Regions from separate parts of the Danio rerio genome. Here region 2 is linked to region 1. Evidence: chromatin contacts called from public Hi-C data. All regions are on one chromosome and are shown on one strand. The core of a region is the stretch at or near the end of the contact, and the rest is flanking DNA. Distances in the headings are between cores, read along the strand shown. Region 1 has its middle 490 kb from the start of tns1b. Region 2 overlaps tns1b (tensin 1b).

Evidence for each region. A called contact is a pair of places that touch in the nucleus more often than the background predicts.
Region 2: a Hi-C map of fibroblasts shows a contact between it and region 1, with 5 times the contacts expected there. The contact joins two enhancer-like sites. A contact is called at or near these places in 4 of 18 Hi-C or Micro-C datasets (caudal fin, fibroblasts, hematopoietic stem cells and 1 more).

What each region holds. Positions count from the first base shown.
Region 1 is chr9:49,239,407-49,244,413 of GRCz12tu, forward strand. No RefSeq gene overlaps it. Among named protein-coding and RNA genes, the nearest start is that of tns1b, 490 kb to the right of the region's middle. Within about 2 kb of position 2,820, at least 5 of the 62 cell types and tissues checked have an H3K27ac peak or open chromatin away from gene starts, as enhancers often do.
Region 2 is chr9:49,549,262-49,554,268 of GRCz12tu, forward strand. All of the region lies in intron 2 of tns1b (tensin 1b), which reads right to left. Among named protein-coding and RNA genes, the nearest start is that of tns1b, 180 kb to the right of the region's middle. Within about 2 kb of position 2,855, at least 29 of the 62 cell types and tissues checked have an H3K27ac peak or open chromatin away from gene starts, as enhancers often do.

The DNA of each region.
Region 1 (5,007 bases), core at 1,570-4,069:
TTAGGCTCACAGCCGCATTAGCCAGATCTAACTGTGCCAAATATTTGCCAAAAGTGGCCCGCATTTTGTTTTAGGATAATTTGGCCCCATTTGCCATGTCTTCACTGGGCCACTATAGGCTCAAATCCACATAGCCATAGCTTACTGTGCTGAATGTTTGCCAAATGGGGCCCACATATGTTTTAAGATAACTCTGCCACATTTTCCATATCTTCTCTGGGCCACTATAGGCTAACAGCTGCATTAGCCAGAGTTTACTGTGCCGAATATTTACCAAAAGTGGCCCACATATGTCTTAAGACAACAGGGCCAAATTTGCATCTACACGTGTGAGCCACTTTAGGTTTAGACTCAGATTACCCTTAAAGGACTATGCCACTATTTTGCCAACTGTGGCCCACATTTGTCCTCTGTCATTTGGGCCAAATTGACCATTTTCCACATGGGCCACATTAGGCACACATTTAGGTTACATTTTGCCGTAAGTTCCAAATCTTTGCCTTAAATGGCCCATATATGAATTGAAATCTTTGGACGCCCTTTGCCACAGTACAGGTCGGCCACTTCAGGTTTACATTCATTTTGTCTGGGTTGAAGGAATACCACCAGTGCCGCATAACTGCCTAAAGTGGCCCGCATTCGTATGCTATCTGAGTATGATCATGTCTACAATGAATCAAATAACGTATTACTAAAGTCATCTGGAATGGCAAAGAAAGCATTCTTGCAGGACTCACAGAGTTCATCAAGATTCTTTAGATTAATCTCCAATGCCTCCACCATCTTACCCCAGACATGCTCAATAATGTTCATGTTTGGTGACTGGGCCGGCCAATCCTGGAGCACCTTGAACTTCTTAGCTTTCAGGAGCTTTGATATGGAGGCTGAAGTATGAGGAGCACTATCCTGCAGAATAATTTGCTCTTTGCGGTGGTTTGTACTGTAATGGGCACCAGTCTTGATACCTCAGGCTGTTGATGTTGCCATCCACTGTGTGATAGATGATAGATTAGATCAAATGTGACCCTTGACCACACACTTATGTTGCGTGGGTATATTTCAATAGCCAAAATACATTGTATGGGTATTATTTTATGGTAAAAAAAAACATTATATAAACTCAAGTAAAGATCATACTAATCAGTGTTCTTCTTATATTAGTAATATGCATTGGACAACTTTAAAGTTAATATTCTCAATATTTAAAGAGCCCCTATTGTGGGTTTTCGAAAATGAGCTTCCATGTAGTGTGTAACAGATCTAAGTGAAGTGAAATATCCAGCTAAGGCTTAAATCTGAAAGAGGACAGTTTTTAAAACTATTGATTCATCTAAAAAAGAGTCGACTCATAGTGGTTGAATCGTCTTTATAACGAGTCTTTAGCCGTTTCGGCGTGACGTGAAACATAGTTGTTATGGGCACAAACCCGGGAAAATTTAAACCTGCGCCCCACTCACCAACACAGCCGCGAAGATAAACAGATCCTGAAGTCATAAGTCAAGAAGACGCTGTGCTTACCTGGATATTATTGGAAGTGTAAGGGGAAATAATTGATCCAGCAGTCTACACGCTTACAGTGGGCGATTCATTCGTTTGTTAAAGAAATGATCAGAAAAGACTGGTGTATGAGACTTGTGAGAATGGGCACACAATACACCAGGGGTGCGTGCAAAATAAGGTCAGTTTATTAGGCATAAAGGCAGCCTGCTACACGCTGATGAGCACTACAACCCCCTTGCTGGGGATGGGATCTTTGGGCGAAGCAGAATAAAGGTAAGCCCTGAGAACATATAACACTTCACCAGGAGGTGCCACAGCAATAATTGCAAAAAGAAATGATTTAGGTTACAGCTGAGAAGGGAGAAAAGCTCGGTCACGGAAATCACGCCTCAGTAAATGATGTGCACGCTATCGGTTTCATTTTCACTGCTAAGTGCTGGTCACGGGGTTATGTCCGCCGGGGGCTTGACAAATTTGTCTCGCGCTGGGCATTTGTCTAGCACTGGGCATTTGTCTAGCGCTGAACGCTGTCAGCCAATCGCAACAGGCTGTCATCGGTCCAATCAGCGCAGATTAGCTTCGCGCTAAGGAGGGGTTTGGGAACAAATGAATCGCTGAACGATTCATATGAGAGTCGCTGGGATAATTGGGTAAAATTAAAAGCATATTATAAGACCATGAAAGTGTTTTTGACTTTGCATGCATATCAGTATGTTGTTGGAGACCCATATAACTGAAATATGACCCTTTTTCATGTATAATATGGGCTCTTTAAATATTTCTTGAAACCTCAGAATCTAAACTATTCATACAAGCTTAAAACAGTTATATTATAACAAACCATAAGAACATAAGGAAAGCTTATTTATTCAACTTTCAGATGTTAAAGTAAGTTCAGTATAAGAATCTTCATAGTACTGGGGTAACAAATGTAGTTTTTAAATTGATTATGACAAAAATTATATTAGAGACGTCTCCTTTGTGCTGAAAGCTTGGTTTAAATGCATTTTTTTTTTTTTTTTTAGTGGTCAGGACAAAATCATCTTTGGAAAAAAACTGGTGGAAACACATCCCTCACTCAACTCACACATTTTATCCCATAGAGACACATTTCTCTCATAGTCAGTTTAAGATTGAGTTAAAGTGAGTCTCTGATACTGGTGGCAGGACAAGATGAGACTAACCAATAACAGACACAGTCTTAGGTCACCTCCAAGGGTTTTGTCTGACCGTTGAGTGGAAACTCTGAGTAACGCTATATAAGAGCTATTGTTTTGCTCTGTAATCTTCTGGGGCTTAGAGTGACACTCCCAACACAATGAGCCAACCTTTTTTCTAACCTTCTAGCAATGTGAAGAAGTAGGAGTGACCGACTCTGGAACACACTTAATGAGAAAAAGCCTTTCCGCTTACTGATCTGCTACATAACTCCATAATTCCCGAATGACATCATCCTTTACTTGTTTGCGGACTGAAGTAATTAGCGGAAGCGAGAGAAATGCAACCCAGAAATGCAAATCAACACTTGCATATTTCAGCTATTAGATCTGCAATCCGCCACAGAAAACATCTGTTTTCTGAGATCATCTAAATGTACATGGTGCTGTTGATGTTTAGAGAATTTACTGCACAGTCAGCTCCAAATATGTGGGATCTTCTAATGAGTTCGCATTTATTAAATGAACATTTTACTTATTCATTTATTCATTTTCCTTTGGCTTAGATCCTTTTTTATCAGGGGTCACCACAGCGGAATGAACTACTATTCCAGAATATATTCGCCAACTATTCCAGAATATGGAATATGCTTTAAGCGGCAGATGCCTTTCCAGCTGCAACCCAGTAATGGGAAACACCCACACACGCTCACATTCACACTCGTACTCATACACTACAGCCACTTTAGTTTATTCAATTCACCTATAGCATATGCTTTTGGACTGTGGGGGAAACCGGAGCACCTGGAGGAAACCCACGCCAACACGAGGAGAGCAAACTTTACACAGAAATGCCAACTGGCCCAGACAGGACTCGATCCAGCAACCTTCTTGCTATGAGGCGACAGTGCTAACCACAGAGCCACTGGTTTATATAAACTGTTAACAATTTCCTGCATAATCTACAGTAACTGACTGGCAGCAGTTCGCCAGTAACTTACTGTAAATCAATTACAGTTAGAGATGGGTATCGTTAAGGTTTAATCGGTATTACTACTTTTATCGATACACTTATCGGTTCAGTACTTTTTCGGTACGGTTTTCCGATCGGTACATTTTTTATTTTTTATTTTTATAAAAACAAAAACTAATTAAACAGAATTAACAACTTTATTTTATTATTACGTTTTTAATGCAATATATATATATATATATATATATATATATATATATATATATATATATATATATATATATATGTATATATATATATATATATATATATATATATATATATATTGTATTAACTATTTTGTGCTTTTTATTATTAATATTTTATAGTCTGTATGCGAACACCTCATAACATTAAATAAAAAGAGCTTTCCCAACTTCCTTGGCTATAAAAGTCTGATCTGGTCAGATTTTACAATTAGGTTTCATTAATTAATGTTAGTTAATGTATTAACATGCACTAATAATGAACACCACTTGTACAGCATTTATTAATCATAGTTCAACATTTACTAATGCAATATTTAAAACAAAAAAAAAATGTATTTCCATAAGCTAACGCTAACAAAAACGTACAGATGCTGTGATAATTGTGCTGTTTATTGCTTGTGTGAGTTAGTAAATACATTAATTAACATTAATTAATACAACATTATTGTATACTGTTATTTGTGATATTTTGGATATTTTTTCCACTTCTGCATGAATGGAAGCATGAAGCTTATAACAAAATCATTTTCAGTACGAACTTAAACGTGTACATCTGGACACATTGGCCTCTAAATGCCCAAATTTCTTGATTTAAGGCCAATAGACGTCAGATCAAATACATTTTGTTACTATATTTCATCCTTTCTAAGCCTTCATAAATGGTGTGCCTGCAATGAGGAAGGGACTTAGAAATAATGCACAACCAATCTAGTGTTTGACCTTCCTCCAAGGTTTCTTAGTGTGCAAGTTTATAATTAATGTTCCTATAAGGAAAAGAGGCTTGGTATGATTGATACTGTGAGAATTGCATCAGTAAAAGCAAATACCTTGCATTCAGAGCTGCTAATGCAGTGTGACAAGTCGCTACACCTCCTGCGCATTAGCGATCACCAGCTTAGCATCTGAGAAATGCACAAAACAGGACACCTTTCTAGCAACAGTGTACTTTAATGTAACTGATTTGGATCGCTCTTTAATGTATATTATTTATTTTTTTAGCCAAACCAATACAACGAGGCTGTAAAACAAGAAGCAAAATAAAACAATGTGGTTCTGTACAGCAATAGTAGCTCATTCACACATTCTAACAAAGTGGACATGTAAAAATATATATATAATAATACAACAC
Region 2 (5,007 bases), core at 1,605-4,104, 310 kb after region 1:
ATGGCATACCTGGCTGAAGATAATGTCAGCAACTAAGCAGCATTATAAATCTGCAGTCTTAGGATACACAAATGATACACAAATGAACTCTTTTTTGAGACACTTCTTTTGATATTTTCAATCTGCAACTATGCTGACAAATTTGTAGCTCCGCCCTTACTTGAAAAAGAGCTCAATCTCAATTTAAAGCAACAGTCACCAAAACGGCACGATTAGGATCAAAGCCTAAAAGGGGCAGTTTTAAAGAGTTACAAAACATTATTTATGTGGTATTTTGAGCTGAAACTTCACACATACACACACATACACACACACACACACACTCTCTCTCTAGGGACATCAGAGGCTTATTTTACATCTTGTAAAAAGCAGCATAATAGGTCCCCTTTAAAGGCTCAGTCTCACCAATAGACGGAACAGTCTGTTCTCTGATTATCTGATGAAAACTGCACACAAAAATCTCCTAACCGAACCTAAATCACCACCTACAATCAGACTGACAGCCTGATATAAATCATAGGAGAGTCAGAAAGTCTACCAGAACAGTCATGCCTTTAAGGTACCAGCTTAATGGAATGAAAGCATTTACTTTGAAACAGTCTCACAATTTCATACACACATGCAAAATAATAATAATAATAATAATAATAATAATATTAATAATATTAATAATAATAATAATAATAATAATAATAATAATAATAATAACTAAAGACAGACATTAGAACATTGAATTAAAAGTAAAAAAAGAAGAAAATTATATTTTTCTTGCAAAACAAATCACAATTTAAGGCAAAATTACTGGGTTATGTAAAAGTTTTATTAGTAAAATAACTATAGCTAATTATTCATTCATCTTCTTTTCGGCTTAGTCTCTTTATTAATCAGGTGTCATCACCGTAAAATGAACCACCAACTTATCCAGCATATGTTCCTTGCAGCGGATGCTCTTCCAGTTGCAACCCAACACTGGGAAACTTCCGTACACACTCATTTACACTCATACACAGCCAATTTATTTTATTAAATTCACCTGTGCTGCACATCTTTGGACTGTGGGGGAAACTGGGGCACCCGGAGCAACCTCAACTACAGTGGTACAACCTGAATTTGTTATTATAGTGTCGTTAAATATTAATCACACTGTTAAAAATTGTTCTAATTTGCTCTATTGAAAACGTGATCAGAAAAACATTCATAACACATTTATAATGCCTCATGACGATCATGTTTATGACAGATCTATCTATCTATCTATCTGTCTGTCTGTCTGTCTGTCTGTCTGTCTGTCTGTCTGTCTGTCTGTCCGTCCATCCATCCATTAAATGATCCATCCATCCATCCATCCATCCATCCATTATCTATCTATCTATCTATCTATCTATCTATCTATCTATCTATCTATCTATCTATCTATCTATCTATCTATCTATCTATCTATCTATTAAATGATCCATCCATCCATCCATCCATCCATCCATCCATCCATCCATCCATCCATCCATCCATCCATCCATCTATCTATCTATCTATCTATCTATCTATCTATCTATCTATCTATCTATCTATCTATCTATCTATCTATCTATCTATCTATCTATCTATCCATTAAATCATCCATCCATCCATCCATCCATCCATCCATCCATCCATCCATCCATCCATCCATCCATCCATCCATCCATCCATCTATCTATCTATCTATCTATCTATCTATCTATCTATCTATCTATCTATCTATCTATCTATCTATCTAATGATCTATTCATCCACCCACCCACCCATCCATCCATCCATCCATTCATCCATCCGTCTATCTACCTATCCATCCATCCATTAAATGATCCATCCATCCATCCATCCATCCATCCATCCATCCATCCATCCATCCATCCATCCATCCATCCATCCATCTATCTATCCATCTATCTATCTATCTATCTATCTATCTATCTATCTATCTATCCATTAAATCATCCATCCATCCATCCATCCATCCATCCATCCATCCATCCATCCATCCATCCATCCATCTATCCATCTATCTATCTATCTATCTATCTATCTATCTATCTATCTATCTATCTATCTATCTATCTATCTATCTAATGATCTATTCATCCACCCACCCACCCATCCATCCATCCATCCATTCATCCATCCGTCTATCTACCTATCCATCCATCCATTAAATGATCCATCCATCCATTCATCCATCCATCCTACCAACTATTTATCTATTTATCTATCTACCTATCCATCCATTAATTGATTCATCCATCCATCCATCTATCCATCCATAAATAGACATTCTACAAAAGTTATTTAGAGTGGAAAAAGGTTTAGATTTCTAAAATATTTTTTAACATAAAAAAATGGTTAAAAATCGTTTAATGAACGTTTTTTAGGCACTCAAAAATGGTTGCTTCATGGTATCACTTAAAATAGTTACTTTGAACTTTTACGTATGACTCAATCTGTAATTGTCCATCTTTGCAATCATTTGTGAAATTCACAACCATTTTATGAGTAAAAAACAGTCCTTTCCAGTGCACTTCTGCTCTCTTGACTGCTGTGCGATAGTTTTTTTTTTCACATCTATTACAGTCCGTCATGTTTCTCTTCTCAAGCGTGTCCCGTGTGGTTTGTCCGGCACGTTTCTGCACACATGAGCCCTGTGCTCCTCCGGGCAACACAATAAAAGAGCAGGACGACCATATTGGGTGTGAAAGTGCACTGTGGGGACTGGCCGAGGGTTTGCCTTGTTAGGAAATCAGGTTTCGGGTGTATAAACACTCGAGGAGGAGGAGAGAAAGAGGAGTGTGTGAAAGAGATGTAGAGACAGAAAGAGGATTAGGAGGGGCTGCTCAATATCTGACACAACGACTTAAGAATGTTCAGAAAGAGAGAGAGGAGAGGAGGAGCGGGCTGGCATTTCCCATGCTGGCCTTTTGTAAGGAGCAGCGGGTCCCGGAGGACTGGGCAGTACCGGGTTACACACACAGAGCACAATCACAGAGCTGGACCATATGTTTCCTCACACACACATATTCAGAGCACTTTAACATGCTACATTCATTCTTACACAGCCAGCAGGTCTCCTAACTGACTGGCAACACAGCATTTTTTACAGCATAGAGGTGGGGTTTGGGGACACGCCTCCTTTTAAAAAATCATACATTTACATATAAATCAAATTTGATCAATCATTAATTCATTCATTTTCCTTCGGCTTAGTCCCTTTATTCATCAGCGGTTGACACAGTGGACTAAACCGCCAACTTAATCAGCATGTTTTACAAAACAGGGTTGGTTCAATTCCCTCACCTGAACAGATACAGTGGAAGTAACAAACTGAATACTGAGACTGGACACCCTAATTTAACACACAACATGCCAGGTTCTGGATGTGCATCACAGAGCTGGTGCAAATACAAGCACCAAAGTTGTGTCTAATACATAATATTCATAGGTTTTCTATTTTTTCTTTTTTTACCTTTTCGATTCGCTTGATGTGCTGTGGTCCACTCTCTCATGCAGCGCTGCCTGACGATGGGATTTACATTCAGACTAATGCAACAATTAAAATGACACATGACCTCATTCTTTACTAAGTCATGTCTTTGTGGACTTTGTTAAGATTTATTCTCTTTTCAATACAATCAACTCTACTCTTAACATGTAAGAAGGACGTAAAAACCTGCCATGGGAAAAGTCACACAGATATTGGGTTGGTTTGAACACGAAAAGAGGCGAGGTGCTGTAGTAGTAAAAAGTGGCAATTAGGCAGCATAATATGGTTGTTTTTAGATCGGATATGGTTGCGGCAGGAAGCTAACAAGAATTATTCATATTATTTATTACATTTTTAATTAATTGTATTTTATTAATGTCTACCCCCACCCCAGCCCTAAACCCAACCTTCACAGCACTGCAAAAACGGAGTTACACTGAGTATTATTAATGCTATCTATTAAATTAGCCAATAAATTGTATTTTTTAACGCCTACCCCTAACCCTAAACCCAATCGTCACAGTAATGTAAGAACAGTAGTTCTACCGAACATTATTTATGTTATCTATTAAATTACCCAATAAAATGTATTTTTAATGCCTGCCCCCACCCCAACCCTGAACATAACTGTCACAGAACTGTAAAAATATTAATTACTGTTATAAAGTATTATTAAAAAATGCTGCTATATTAATGTGCATATTGTACTTCCAGGCCGGCCGTGTATGCGATGTAGACTTTATCGTATAATACAGAGAGTAGACCAAAGTGCATCAAATGATCGGTAATTAAAAGGGAAAAAACTAAAATACAATACATATACATATATATATATATATATATATATATATATATATATATATATATATATATATATATATATATATATATATATATATATATATATATTAGACACACATCTGATGCTTGTATTTGCACCATCTCCACGTCCACAAACTCACGCAAGTGAAAATCACTTTACAAAATAATGTAAACTTGATTGAATGCTCTATCTATCTATCTATCTATCTATCCATCCATCCATCCATCCATCATCAATTTGTAATCTTTTGATTTAGTGGCTAATTTGTATGATCTCAATCACACATTTTAGTGTATTAATCATTTCCCACCCCCCAATGGTTTAGGAGTACGCCTCCTTTTTCACAAATCATACGTATTAGTATAAATGAAAGCTTATGAATTCAAACAAATAATATATTTGTTTTACACATATGTAAACTAGTTACATTTCCGCCATCAATTCCTGGTTCTATAGCTGATGGACTTGAGAACTGATCCCTCGCTTTTGCTGTGATTCTTTTTCTATTCTTCTTCTATCAAATTCTGGCAATAGTAAATACGCTATAAATAGAACCTCAATCAAAGCACATAATTGATTGCATGCACCGGACACAAACATGTTGTGTCTAAAGCCCTGTGCACAATTGTTGAACAATGCAAACTGTAAACAGCTACTGTACTCTAAAATA